2 separate regions of the Danio rerio genome follow, and region 2 is linked to region 1. The links are chromatin contacts, called in public HiCAR-type maps. All regions are on one chromosome and are shown on one strand. Each heading gives the region's core, a stretch centred on a gene start, on an enhancer-like site or on the middle of the called end of the contact. The rest is flanking DNA. Distances are from core to core; before and after follow the strand shown. Region 1 overlaps pdzrn3b (PDZ domain containing RING finger 3b). Region 2 has its middle 51 kb from the start of pdzrn3b.

Region 1 (7,431 bases), core at 4,003-6,502:
GAGATGGTGAAACCACTCTCGCTTTTAGACGTCCTCGTAAACAACAACATGACACATGGAAGATTCTGTTCTTCTTGGCTTTGTGGCTGTTCATCAAGACAATAACAAGATTGTTTGAGCTCGGGTCGACCATGGCTCATTATTATATGTATATATTATAACGATGCAATGTCTTGGCTGTGTATTTAAAGATGGTGCTTCCTTTGTTTTCATTCTCCTGTGCGAGTGAGGTTTCTCTGCAAACTAATAGCGTTCAGCTGAGTGTCTCGCTCCGCCTTTTGGTACCCTTTTGTTGTGCTTTAAAAAGCATATCCAAAAAGTGGTATGATACTTGGTATGAGCTTTTAGGTAGCTTTTAATAGTGTAAACGGGCATAAAAGCGTACCAACCTGTATCTTACCATACCGTACCACTTAGTGGAAATGGGCCATAATACTCTGTAATTTTGGATTATAATTGATGGTTTCGCAAGTGTTTTTTGAGGCCTGTGACTGTGTGAGGGTTTTAAAAGCATTCAGGCTTAAGAAACTACCATTTGTAACTTTGACAAATTAAAAATTTATATATTTTACTTAATAGTTTATAAAACGAAGACTGGGTGAAGCAGTGACGCAGTAGGTAGTGCTGTCGCCTCACAGCAAGAAGGTCGCTGGTTTGAGCCTCGGTTCAGTTGGCGTTTCTGTGTGGAGTTTGCATGTTCTCCCTGCGTTCGCGTGGGTTTCCTCCAGGTGCTCCGGTTTCCCCCACAGTCCAAAGACATGCGGTAAATGTGAATTGGGTAGGTTAAATTGTCCGTAGTGTATGAGTGTGTGTGTGAAATGTGTGTGTGGATGTTTCCCAGAGATGGGTTGCAGCTGGAAGGGCATCCGCTGCGTAAAAACTTGCTCGATAAGTTGGCGGTTCATTCCGCTGTGGCAACCCCTGATTAATAAACGGACTAAGCCGACAAGAAAATGAATGAATGAATGAAAACAAAGACTATGCAGCATTATTTTTACATTTGTGATTTAATTACTGTATACTTAAACTCAGTTCAACTCCTTGAAAACAATAAAGCGCAGTTCATTTTCTTTATCAATTTATCTACGCTTGCAGATAGTTTCTTATATTTCCCAGTAGATCAGCAGTTTCTGAAATACTCTTACCAGCCCGTGTGGCACCAACAACCATGCCATGTTTAAAGTCACTTTAATCACATTTCATCACATTCTTCATTCTGATGCTCAGTTTGAACTGCATTAGATCGTCTTGATCATACATGCCTATTGCATTGAGTTGCTGCCATGTTATTGGCTGATTAGAAATAAAAAAAAAATCATCACAATGTTAGATTGTTACAGTATCGTGCAGCCCTAATTTCACACAATTCCCAACACAAATCAATTAATTTAATGTTACAAATTTAAGTGGATTGATCATAAAATGATTATGTTTTCCCCAAAAACTCTCCAGAATTGTGTTGTTTCAGCTCATTTTAAATAAGTAGTTTGAACAATCAGCATACTTTTTTTTTTTTTTTTTGAGTGTACTTTCCAACTTTTGTATACTCGCCAACATTGATTTTCACATTAAAAGAATACATTTTAGGTCCTGCTTTAACCTTTTGTTTAAGATATAGCGATCAAAAGCACCACTACTAATATTACCTTAAAAGAGCCGAGTGATGTCACTAGTTGTGGACTTAAAGTTTGTCAAAGAAAACATAATTTTTGCACACAGTCTTCACAGCTATTTGCTTCATCCAAGTGCCTCACAACACGAGGGGTATTTTCAGAGTCTGTGGTGCCAAACGCTCTTCCAAGAAAAAGGAGTTTAGCACAGCTAAGTCATGTATACTTAGCTTCCCTCTTCACATAAACTTGCAGAAACGCACACACACAACTCTTTGAATGTCGCTGTGGATGCTGTTTTTCTATGCTACAGATGGCCTGTCTTCAAGGTGGTGGGGATTGCTGGTGTTTCTACAGGCCAGTTTGTGACAAAGATGTTTACTGTAGGCTGCTGCACTCCATGCTGCCGCGGCCACATTCACTTTCCTTTCCTGACTCTGTAAAGCCAAGCCACACACCAAACGGCAAGCAGGACACGCTTATGCACAGACCCACACTTGTGCAGACCAGCAGCTTCTGTTGCCACACACACAGAGACTGAAGAAAAACTAGCATCTTTTACTTAGCCTGTGTCATTTGTTGACCTGTTTTCATTAGACTTTTGAAGATATTTAGCAGAATGTTAAGTTATTTTCTGTTAAGTAAATCAGTGTAGATGGTGTACTAGAAGGACTCTTAAATGTTGAATGATGATTGTGTGATACAATTCCACTTGTGTTGTTGCTTATTTTGACTAATGAAGAAAAATTTAAAGAGACTGTACACACAATTTTGTTCCTGAGATGTGTGATTTTACATATTAAAAAGTGACATGATGACAGTTTTCATTTTTTAGGTGGCATATTCCTTTAATATATTATAGTGGTTTTAAGGCCACATTCTTAAACACTAAAAGGTGCTGTTGACGTCTGAATGTGGACAGATGTGTGAATGTTTTCATGTTAAAGTCATTGAGGCAATTTTGCTTCAATGAAATGGGCTATCGAACTTTAATTCAAGAGTTCACACTTAGCTGATGATTGGTAATAAGCTAGTTTGGCATGCTGTCCCGGGAGAGAGCCTTGAGCTCATGAGATCCTCGATCCCTGGGCTTTCTCCCGTTTACAGGGCGAGAGGGTAGTTTGAGCTCAGGATTACTATGAGGGTGTGTTGCTGGTTGAATTTGACTATGGCCCTGATTTGGTTTAGTCGATTTACTAATGTCTCATGTTTTGGACTGTGGGAGAAAACCGGAGGACCCGGGGAAAACCCACACGAGCACGGGGAGAACATTCTCCACAGAGAAATGCCAACTGGACGGGTAGAGACCCGAACCGGAGGCATTCTTTCTGTCGCCGTGATGCCCTATAGAGGAAAAAGAGGAGGAGAATGGTTGGAAGGGGCGATTCTTCAAGATGAAGATGGCCAAGGTTAGAGGCTTTGGTTATTTATACTGAGCTAGGAATCATCTGATTGGTGGTTCGTACATTAGCTTGACTCGTGGCCAGCCGTGTCAATCATAATCATGTTATATACTCAAAATTAGTTTAGAAATAAACTTCACTTGGTTTGTTTTTTAATGGATTTCTTAGTTTTGCATATGCTTATTGCAACAGATTTTTTGTATCTAAGATAGCTGAAGTAAACAGCTCTATGATAATCTACACAGGAGACAGAGGTGTTTCTGTACTGAGTGATTGGATGGTTATTTTTGTGTGGTGTGGCATGGCTGGGTAACTGTACACACACACACACACTGCAGCTGTGCCTCTGCTGGAGCTCCAGCACACACAGGTGCTTCCTGTCTTTACTTGGCTTAGACATAAGGAAGAATGTAATAAACCTGAAATGAACTGAGATATAAGCCTGACGCTCTTACACACTTGGACTTTCCCCACCTGTCACGGATACGTTTATATATTGAATGAATATTTTCATACATATAATCAAAAACAAACTACAAATACCTACAGTATAGTAAGTGTCCAGTACTGTATTTAAACTCCTGTTAACAACATTTGTAGCCTTTTTATTTTAAGTTAGAAAAATTTTATCATGAACGGTTCTACATGACATTTTTATTTTAAACTTGAAATAAATGTTGCCTGTAGTTTTGAGCTGTACATTAAAAAATTATAAAATATTATAATAAGTTCAGCTTTGGTGGGCATTACCGATAGTAAAAGGATTTCCAGGCCCAAACCTTTAAACAGTAGTGTAAATACCTTATATTCTCTATTATTTATTTGTCTTTTCCAAGTGTTATGAAGCCATTGGACCATTTACTGTAGAATAGGCATTGAATATGTTAAGTGTAATTTGTTAAGTTAATTTGATACTATTAACAATGTGATGCTATTGTTCTCAAACTGTTGCAATGTACAAAATAAATTTTGAGAGCTCTTTTTCTCATTTACCACACCTGTCTTCAGAGCTGTCACAAGTTTATACAGTCACCGGCCACCTTATTAGGTCTCCAACTGCTCGGTAACACAAATTTCTAATCAGCCAATCACATGGCAGCAACTCAATGCATTTAGGCATGTAGACATGATCAAGACGATCTGCTGCAGTTCAAACCGAGCATCAGAATAAGGAAGAAAGGTGATTTAAGTGACTTTGAATGTGGCATGGTTGTTGGTGCCAGACAAACTGGTCTGAATATTTCAGAAACTGCTGATCTATTGGGAATTTCATGCACAACCATCTCTAGGGTTGACAGAAAATGGTCTAAAAAAGAGAAAATATCCAGCAAGTGGCAGTTCTGTGGCCGCAATTGATGCCAGACATTAGAGGAGAATGGCCAGACTGAAAACATGGATCCATCCTGCCTTGTGTCATTGGTTTAGGCTGGTGGTGGTGTAATAGTGTGGGAGATATTTTCTTGGCACACTATGGGCCCATTAGTAACAGTTGAGCATCGTGTCAACACCACAGCCTACCTGAGGATTGTTGCTGACCATGTCATAAAATGCAAATCATTCCAGACTGGCTTCCTTAACATGACAATGAGATCCCTGTACTCAAATGGCCTTCGCAGTCACCAGAGCTCAATCCAATAGAGCATCTATGGGATGTGGTAGATTGGCAATTGGCAATATGGACTAAAATCCTAGACAACTATTTCCAGTACCTTGTTGAATCTATGCCACAATGGATTAAGGCAGTTCTGAAGACAAAGGGGGATACAACCTGGTACTTGTAAGGTGTACCTAATAAAGTGGCCGGTGAGTGTATGTCTGGGCTTTAAGTCTTAAAATCCTCACTGAATTCACATGTTCTTGAACTCCACCATCAACAGTAAAGCTTCAATCAAAACTGCACCTACATTATGCACATAAGGTCTTTTTGCCCCATGTATGTCAAAACACAAGCACTGTTAGTTTAAGCATTGTGGTGGCAAATATTGCATTACCATGTGCAGTCCAGCAAAGTGGACCCAACTGTACATTACACAACTGTTTCTGTCAGAGTGTGAGGATTTACGGGCTGTTAGGTGCCAGGTGTGCCGTTACTGTTAAATATTTTATGTGCTCACTGAAAAACGTGCTTTGGCGCTTTAGTTGGCCTGTTGTCTGTTGAAGCAGGTCTCTGTTGACCTGTTACAGGGTCTTGTTTTTAAGAGACTGGGGGAATGCGGTGGTGTTTGCCCTGCTGTTTGCCAAGAGACCAGCTGGATTCAGGCCTTCCATTGCTGATTATTAGACTAGAGTTAAACAGTAGGAGAAGAGATCCCTCTAGTGGACAAATCAGTAATCTCCGACACTTACAGCACTCATTTATGTTGCAGATTTTGCTTAATTTTGTAAATATTTCTGTAATAAAAATAAAAGATTTAAACATTTTAAAAGATGAGACCCTTTTCTGTGTACTTTTTCATCCTTTTCGAATTTGTTTTAGATATATATGTATTTTTATAATATGCAAGTTTTTATATTTTTACAAAATATATTACAATACTGTGACTTTTATTTATTTAGTCTATTAAATTAGTTAGTAGTATTAATACTAGTTGTAGGACTGCACAATGTATCGTTTCAGCATCGCTATTGCAATGTACGAATTCAGAATAGTCCTATCACAGGAGCCTCAATTTAAAGTTTGGATTATAATTAACCAGGAACTATATTCATTTGTCACAAGATATCACTTTTGTATTATTTGTACTATTATTTCTTTGTGTACTCGTGTATATTTATTTAGTTGACACTGTTTGCCATTGATTAAACTTATGACATTATTTCTTTTTATTGACACTTCTAATTCCCTTTTACACGATTTCTTTTGACATGTGCAGGTCCATAACAACAGTATACTCCTTATTATAGTTTATTATTATTATTACTCCTTATTATATATTATTATTATAGTTTTTTTAGTACATTAAAGGACCTCCTGAATACAATTGCATGTGAATGTGCAGTATCCTTATGTTCTTAAAATCTGAAATCAGCACTGTTATGTTACCATCACATTACATTTTGTTAGTATTTACATTCATTACTATGCATTTGTTACTATTACATTCATTTCCTTCAAAATTGAAGAATAAACTTTAAATCTTAATTAAAGTGGAAATTGAAAAAAAATAAGCTTCTGAAATTCTTTACTGAAGATATCATTTTACTTATAAACAAACAACACTTCAGTTTTTTATTAAATTTTTTATAATTTATTTATTAATTTTTATTTATTTATTTATTTATTTTTTTATTTATTTTGGTGTCTTAACATCTGACATATAGGGACTACTCTGTCTTTTTGCATGTACATTCACTGAAGAATGTTGATTAATTGTACACTGTTCCATCATTGTGAAAGAGAAAGAAAGAAAGAAAGAAAGAAAGAAAGAAAGAAAGAAAGAAAGAAAGAAAGAAAGAAAGAAAGAAAGAAAGCTCATCAACACAAAATACCTCATGAGGTCTGTAAAGTGTTGTGTTTTTTTAATGTACTTTTGTATGGCTGCTGGAATCTTAGGGTCAAACTCAGACCAGACACTGGCATTTGTTCTGTATTTGAACCTCAAACAACCAGCAGACATCACTGAATGCTCTTTTTGCTGCCCCCAAGGGCTGCGTTTAACTCAGTAAACACTTAATAGAAAGTTCAGCTGTGCTTTTGTGGAGAGGAGCCCATTTGTCTTTGTCTAAAGATGTTTGAGAAGAACTCAAAGTCTGAAGGTGCATGAATGGTCGTACAATTGCTTCCCTGAAGTACAAGGGAGATTTCTGATTTATTTTCTTTATGTTTAGTTATATAAACTTATATAAGGTCAATAATCAGTGTTGTCTAGCTTTTAGAATTGCTCAAAATAGAAGTGCAGTTTTAGCAATGTTAGAATATTTAAAAGGAACAGGGCACAGATATGAATGTGGATTCCTCTTGGTACAAGTGATTTTAATTTATGACTCCTGAACGCTTCTCTTTGTAATTTGTAATCTTTTATTCAGATTACCTCCTCTATGTGACTTAAATACTTCTTCGATTCCTATACATTCTAGTTGTTTAACATCATGTCCAAAATCTATAAAATGTCTTCCTACTGCCAAGGTTATATCTTGTCGTCATATACTCGATTTATGTTTAGTAATTCACAACTTCAACTGACATGATGACTTTCCTATGGCACGAACATTTTAACATATAGACCACATTACGAGTAGAGCAGGTAATGCATGTTTTTATTTGAATATTTTTACTTGTTGCTGGATTGAAAGATTCCTTACATTTTACTAAATTCTGACACAATTTCTGCATAGAAAACAGTCTTGTATACAAGTGGATTTCTTGCTATATCTGAGTTAATCCTCAAATTTAAATACTCTTCTCCCACAAATGATAT
Region 2 (7,627 bases), core at 4,634-7,133, 130 kb before region 1:
AGTTCTAAGGTTAAGTTCATTCAACATAAGAAAATAAAAATACCTGTATTCTGTACATATGTTTTGTGTTTTAAAATGATCAGATTTTATAAATCTCTAAATTGTAATATATAACTTGAACTACCTTTGATTCAAACACACATGGTGTATGCGTGTCCAATGCATGTATCTTGGTGGCTGCTTTAGATAGTAACACAAAAAGGGTGTTCTCAAAATGTCTCACATATTTTTATTTGTACACTGATTTTGTAAGCTTGCAAATGCAAATGAGCTGCTGCTCCATAAGAGGGCACCAGTATATAAGAGGACAGAGTCTTTACAGCAGAGGTCACCAAGCTTTATTTAGCCCAACATCCCCAACCTCGACCTTGCTAAAAGGCTAGATATACCCATCTAATAAACTTGTCAGAAAAATAAAGCTGCATTTTTCATTGGCATTTCCAGACCTTTAATTAAAAGGTTTTGAATAATGTAAAATCACTAGTTTAACCTACTTTAAATTTGTAATTGATGCAACCAAGAAAATCTGTGAAAATGCACCTGGATGACATTTGGACGGATGAAAATTTGGGTGACATGCACTGTGACATTAGCAGCAATCAGATCATATGAAGTGTGTTTAAAAAAAAAAAGAAAAAAAATGGTAAAAGGATTTTAGGTGACACCTCTGCAGGCACATTAGCGTTTTGTAAATGAACTGTAATAAAATTATACTTCTTATAATAATAACTATTAGGGTCTACAACAATAATAAATACTAAAATATTATAATATAATTTAGCAATTTACATTTATTAATATACCTTCGGCTTAGTGCTGTCATCAGGGGTCACCACAGCAGAATGAACCGCCAAATATTCCAGCATATGTTTTACGCAGCGGATGCCCTTCCAGCCGCATCCCTGTATTGGGAAACACACATACACTCTCTCATTCACACACACTCATACACTACTCATATTTTGTTTACCCAATTCACCTATAGTTCATATCTTTGGACAGTGGGGGGGAGGGGGGGGGGGTAACCGGAGTAACCGGAGCACCCAGAGGAAACCCACACCAACATGGGAAGAACAAGCAAACTCAATACAAAAATGCCAACTGAACCAGCTGCAACTCGAACCAGCGACCTTCTTGTTGTAAAGTCATTTTTATTAAATGTTTTCTATTAGCAGTGAGAGTTTAGTGTGCTGGTTATATGCCTGCATTATCACAGTTTAATAAAAAATAAAGTTATCTTTCAACTTGCTGCGCTGTGGGCATGCATGGAAAAAGTGTATCGCAACATTTGATGTGCATCTCCATTTGAAATAAACTTGACCATGCACAAATATGATTTGTAAACAACTTCTTATTACTTTGAGGCTAGATTCTCACAAGCTGTGAGGTGTCTTATGAAAAGCTGTATATTAATGTTTGAAAAGAGCAGTTTGATCAAGAAAACTAAAGAGATACATCACTACACATATCTTGTACTTATTCTGCTGTCATATTCGTGATATACCTGTACAGTGATGAAGATCAACCATTCACAATCTTGATCGGCGGGTTAGCGACTACGACTTTACAGCATGTGCTTCAGATACTCTGGCAACAACATACCTGTGGGTTTTACTGCATTGCCAATTTGAATTTGTAACATTTGAACACAAAGTGTGCATAGAGAAGACATACTGTTAGGCAGTGACAATTCTATTAAGTTCGTTTTATGTCAGCTGCTAAATACACACAAAAAAACAATGTTGGTTATGTCTGTGGATGTAAACAGTTGGAGGGGAAATGCATGTGTCTCTTTTCACTACAATACTAATAACACGATTCAACTAGCTCTCACACTTATTATATTGAGCTATATATGTTGTAAAAAATAATAAAGGCATTTGACAATGTTCAGAAACCGTGCCAACTGATGTAGAGAATAACTCCCTTTGGAGTGGACTTTTACTTTGTAATTTTAAAGACATTTTTTCAGGCTCAAAAATCAAATTACACACTATAAGTAGTTGAATGTGTCAAAGCAAAACAGGACCCTTTAATATTATGGTTGTAAGCTTATGATAATAATAAGGGAGATGAATGATAAATGAAAATTCACGGCTGTATGCAGGGCAGATGCACAATGTCCTGTCTAGAATGCATTTAAAATGTTATACAAAGGTCAACAGAGCACTGAAATGTCATGAAAGAATCATAATTTAATACTTATTATGACTTTCACTTACATACTTTTCTTTACCAGCATTTTCCCTGAAGACAACTTAACAAAATCATTTGGTTTAAGGATTTAAACCTTTTAAAAACCCACAATAATTACATTGCAAACCAAATGAAAGTCTATTGACTTGGCACTGGGATGAAATATTGCAGTTTCAATAGGAACAGTTTTGCCCTGAAGCTCCTGAGAAACCTACATTCTCAGAAATAAAGGCAAGGAAGAGCTGTCATTGAGCTGGTACCTTTTCGGAAGGTACATGCTTGTTTTTAACAGGTCCAAATTTCTGCTTTAAAAGTAATGTAGTGTGTATTTATGTGTGTATATTTATATGTCATTACCTAAAAAGTACAGAAGTATGCATTCAGGTACCAGTTTGGACCTGTTAGGTTTAAATGTGTCATTCATTCATTTTCCTTCAGCTTAGTCCCTTTATTCATCAGGAGTCACCACAGTGGAATGAACTGCCAACTTATCCAGCTTATGTTTTACGGAGTGGATGCCCTTCCAGCCACAACCCAGTACTAGGAAACACCCATACACTCATTCACGCACATACACTAGGGCCAATTAAGGTCATTTAATTCGCATATAGCATGTCTTTGGACTGTGGGGGAAACCGGAGCACCCGGAGGAAACCCACACAGGGAGAACATTCAAACTCCACAGAGAAATGTCAACTGACCCAGCTGGGACTCGAACCAGCGACCTTCTTGCTGACAGTGCCAGCCACTGAGTCACCATGTTGCCCTTGTTCAAACGTGTTCCTTCTGTAAAAGCATCACACCATTAACATTAGCAGTCACACATTTACAGTATACACACAGACATCTCCTATATTCTATAAAACTGCAGATTAACTATGTTTATACAGTATATAATAACTTATATCTGATTGTAACTTATTTAATTTGATTGTAATGCAATAATATGCACCTATTATCCACAATAATTATAGTATAAAGTGCTATACAAATAAACTTGAATAAAATTTAATTGTGAAAGTATAGCATAAAACATAGTTATTAAATAAAATGAGGGTGAAGTGTAACAATTTTACAACAATATACAATATAAAATTTAAATAAAAAATACTTTTGGTCCAAATTGATGTTGTTTGGATAAACAGGCAAAATGATGACTAAAAATGAAATGGAAAACACTAAAATGATCATAAGGATGCACAACAGTTAATATATAATAACACCATGCTATAGCTGCCATTTAAACACTAAGCAGTCCACCAGTTAGCGCATTAGACTTTTTTTTAGTGCACTTATTCAATTTTACTTGATATAAACCATTGGCAGGAAAGGTTGCATTCATCATTTGAATCAAAGTTCAGCATTCTAGCCTTCTTTTGAGCTTCAACACATTTGCTCTCGTATATGTTCAGCCCTGCCATGCCTGTGACCTGTTCCCATTTGCTGAATAAAGTAAAAGGTTACCCTAGTCCTTCACACAACTTCACCTGACAGGGTTTAATCCCCACAACCAATGCTTTTTTCCTCCTCCTCCTTTTTCACTCCTCAAACGGCCTTTCCCTTCTACACCTGACTTGAAATGGAATTTGGTCTCGTCAGCCTTGAATGTATAATACAAAGGGATACCTTTGTCCTCTCTGTAAGTGCTGGGTAATGAACTGTGTGGAATGCAATCTGGCACTAACTAAAAACCTCTTTTCAGCCCCATTTTAGAAGGACTGCACTTTAAACTGAACAGCCTGGCTCTAAACCACTACCTTTTTCCCTTTTTTGTATCTTACTCTTCTTTAAATTGAGAAATTCTTACCAACATGAACTTTACTATATGCAGTCTTTTTAACATTCATGATTCTTAATCTGCCGGGGGAAATGACAATCATCAAGCCTTGAGACTTAAGGTTACCCTTTTTCCAATTACGCCCGCTCCCTTGTGAAAGGCATTTTTGATAAATGTTACACAATGATTCAAGCGAAGGAGAAATATTTATTTGCTGGTGTCTTTTCAGAGCACTTGTGCCAACTATGCTGAAGGTTTTAATTATAAAAAGGCTGCTTTTAATAAACCTTACAGTTTTACTTTTGTAATTACAACACAGTTTTTACTTCACTAATGTTCTTCAGAATAAAACCAGAATACATGTAAAATTGTAAATTGAGGGGGCTGAAAAATAAAGGTTAAATTATGTCAGCCAAAAGGCAAAGTCATTTTAAAGTCAGCCCACATGAAAAAATACAAAAAGAATTTACAGTAAATAGTGTCTTAATTTAAGCAAACTCAAGTGTTTTATACTTTATATTATAGTATTTACAACTTTGTTAATGAACACTACGGCATACTGTAGCATTAACAAACTGTAATAAACACTGTAGTATACTTTAGTTGTTACTACCAGGGGTGTAGCAAACAGGGGGGAATATGCCCCTCCTTATTTTTAGAGCCAGACCATTAAGAAACAAGTGATTAACAATTATATAAACAAACTTTTGGAACTCATTCAGCCTCACTTTTGAAATGTCCAGTACACACCTGGTTACCACAGTAAACTATGATGTATTGTGATGTACTACACCCTATAACTTGAAAAAAGCAACAGTTTTGGGTAACTTGTTTATATTTGTTGCTGTGATAAATTATTATATAAATTATTATATAAATTATTATATCACCACAACAGATTTAGAATAGTACGGTTAAAACACAAAAAGCATTTACACATGATTATATTATGTGGGAAGGTACTTATATATTTAAGTATGCTCAGTGTTGATGGTGGGGGGTCAACTTATTTCAGTAGTTGTTTGGTGCTTCAGTGAATCAAATACATGAATGCATTTAAATTACATCTAATTTATTAATACAATGTTTACCTTTTTAGTCTTTTGAGGGTTATTTAGTGACTATTTTAGGAGTTACTTAAGGTCAAACTATACAAAATGTGTCTATTTTTTCTTTTTTTTAAGCTACATGCATATATAAACACCTATTTTACAAGAAACGTGTTTTGTGAATACTTAAGATGCCTTCTGGTGCTCTAGAACTGCCAGGTTCAGACTGTTGAATGATATTTTGCTTAGCATTGATTTTGCGCAGTTATGCATTTACAATAGTATTAACCATTATAGGGGGGGATCAGATGTATATTTCTACAATACTTTTTAAATTATTAATATTTAAGATATAGATCAGAGAAAGTTATTTCTTAATATTAAAGGGCTGACCACCCCTTAACATTTTGTTTTGATGTCCTTAAGAGGGGATCAAGCGTTAATTGCAACCCCCCTGTAATTCGCACTCTGAATATGCTTTTAATAATATTTTATATGTGTGTGGGGGGGTTATTATTATTATTTTTTTTTTAGATTTTTTTATTATTATTATTATTTATTTACAAAACCTCTATTATCAGACTAAACATTTATTGAATCGTTTATTCATTTAAAGAATTAAACTAATCATATATTAGTAATCGTCGTTGTGATCATCAAGCTACAGATGAAGCCGTATGAATGCAAAGCACCTTCCTCTGGATCTGGGCTGGAACAGATCTGCCGGAGAAAGAAGAAGGACAGAGCGGGCGCTCCCTGATGAGTGATGCATGATTCTTATTTGACAACCTGCTGATTACCCTCTCAGGGAACAAGCACATAAATCTGAAGGAGCTGCCTGGAGGAGTAGATCAACTGTTCTCATACTGCCCCCTTGTGGTGGAAATAAAAGCTTAGACAACAGACGCTGGTTCACAACTGAACTGCAAATGTCTTCTGACTTTCAGACGGAAAGGATTTGAATGGAGTTGGCAGACAGGATGCAGAATTTACAAATAATAATAATAATAATAATAATAATAATAATAATTATAATTATTATTATTATTATTATTATTATTATTATTATTGTTGTTGTTAACATACAAAATATAAGTGCAAGTTTTTAGATTTATAAAAATCTGAACAATGTATCTACACATATACCATTAGCATAAAATGTGGGGTGTCATTTCATAAATAATATAATTAATATCAAAAACAGTAAAACTGCATTAGGTTATATTTAATTTTTTGATGGCTCCAGTCTTTTCTCAGATTGCAGTCAGATTAGTTTTACTTTCATTTTCTCTTAGTGTATGGTCAAGACAAGAGTAACACATAAGTTTTAATTCTGTGACCGATTTAAACGTTAAAATATGTTCGTAAGTGCTTCATTTTTACTAATAAACTAAAAAATACTAATAAACTAATAGATACTAAATAATTACTACTGTAATTATTTAACTAATGAATTGATTAAAATGTAAGTATTACTTTAACACATTTACAAATTTCTCCATATGTACAAAAAATAATTTCTGATTTCCATAATACCACACCCACTTAAAAATAATAATACAAAATTCTAATTCAAAGCTTCTAATTCAAAGCATTCCTAAGCTTGAAAACAAATAGGGGGGAAAATATATTATTTGCTCCACAGGCTAAACCTGAAAAAAAAAAACGTTATTACAAATATTTACATACATTACAAATTTTATAAACATTTTAAGAAATATTGCTATAAAAAGATGTGTATATATTGCTGTTTTGTATAGTTTCAATGGGCAAGGTTAAATCCTGAAGATCTGGAGAGCAACTATAGGATTGAGGACAAAAGTCAGAGATGGACAATAATAAATAACAACAGTAACATTAAATGAACTTTGTTTTATGTGTTCCAACTGATGAACTGAAGCAGATCCAAATCTTCAATTCTAAATAACATCCCAAGTACATTCGCAAGCCACAACCAAACCTGGATAATCTAATTCCATCAGCAAAGCTGTATTTATTTTATTTTGGTTTGCCACATTATAACTGTAAATCAGATTCATCACACAAATATGGAAACGGTCAGTTACGGCCACGTATAATTTTGAAGTCTGCAACTCAAATAAACACACCTAACCTTCATTTATAGCATGGAAACGAATTGTAACATTTAAAGTGAAAGTGCAGGGACTTGGGATTTGCTAAACCAGTCCCAGATGTGCTCGTGCAGCTCCGTCCAAACCAAACGCTGCTGGAATGCACAGTAAAGGGTTTCTGCAGCACAGTGCAGTTCAGCTGAGGTTAAGAAGATTGTTCTGGGTTTTTCTATATGTGGACAAGGTGGACGGGGTCAGTCTGAATGCTGAGAGGTCAAACATGATTTTAGAAGCCAAGAAGCACAAATAAAGGTGCGATGTGAGGAGTTTACCAGAAGGGGGCGATGTAATGCTTTTGATGTTTATTAAATCACCCATTCTTGTGCTTGTCCATACGTTTTTCTCTTATTTCAAAAATAGTGAATAATAAATGATTGCAGCAACTTTGATACTTAAAAAAACGCAGAAAAGGTGTTACATTGTGCATATTATATATATATATATATATATAATCTTAAATAAAAATAAATAAA

What was found. HiCAR-type assays count read pairs that join an accessible place to other places.
Region 2: a HiCAR-type map of caudal fin shows a contact between it and region 1, with 6 times the contacts expected there. The contact joins two enhancer-like sites. A contact is called at or near these places in 8 of 18 Hi-C or Micro-C datasets (caudal fin, embryo, hematopoietic stem cells and 1 more) and 1 of 4 datasets of contacts at active chromatin or transcription factors (caudal fin).

The regions. Positions count from the first base shown.
Region 1 is chr6:46,842,877-46,850,307 of GRCz12tu, reverse strand. The region is part of intron 3 of pdzrn3b (PDZ domain containing RING finger 3b); the gene reads left to right. Among named protein-coding and RNA genes, the nearest start is that of pdzrn3b, 78 kb to the left of the region's middle. Within about 2 kb of position 5,252, at least 16 of the 62 cell types and tissues checked have an H3K27ac peak or open chromatin away from gene starts, as enhancers often do.
Region 2 is chr6:46,972,262-46,979,888 of GRCz12tu, reverse strand. No RefSeq gene overlaps it. Among named protein-coding and RNA genes, the nearest start is that of pdzrn3b, 51 kb to the right of the region's middle. Within about 2 kb of position 5,883, at least 5 of the 62 cell types and tissues checked have an H3K27ac peak or open chromatin away from gene starts, as enhancers often do.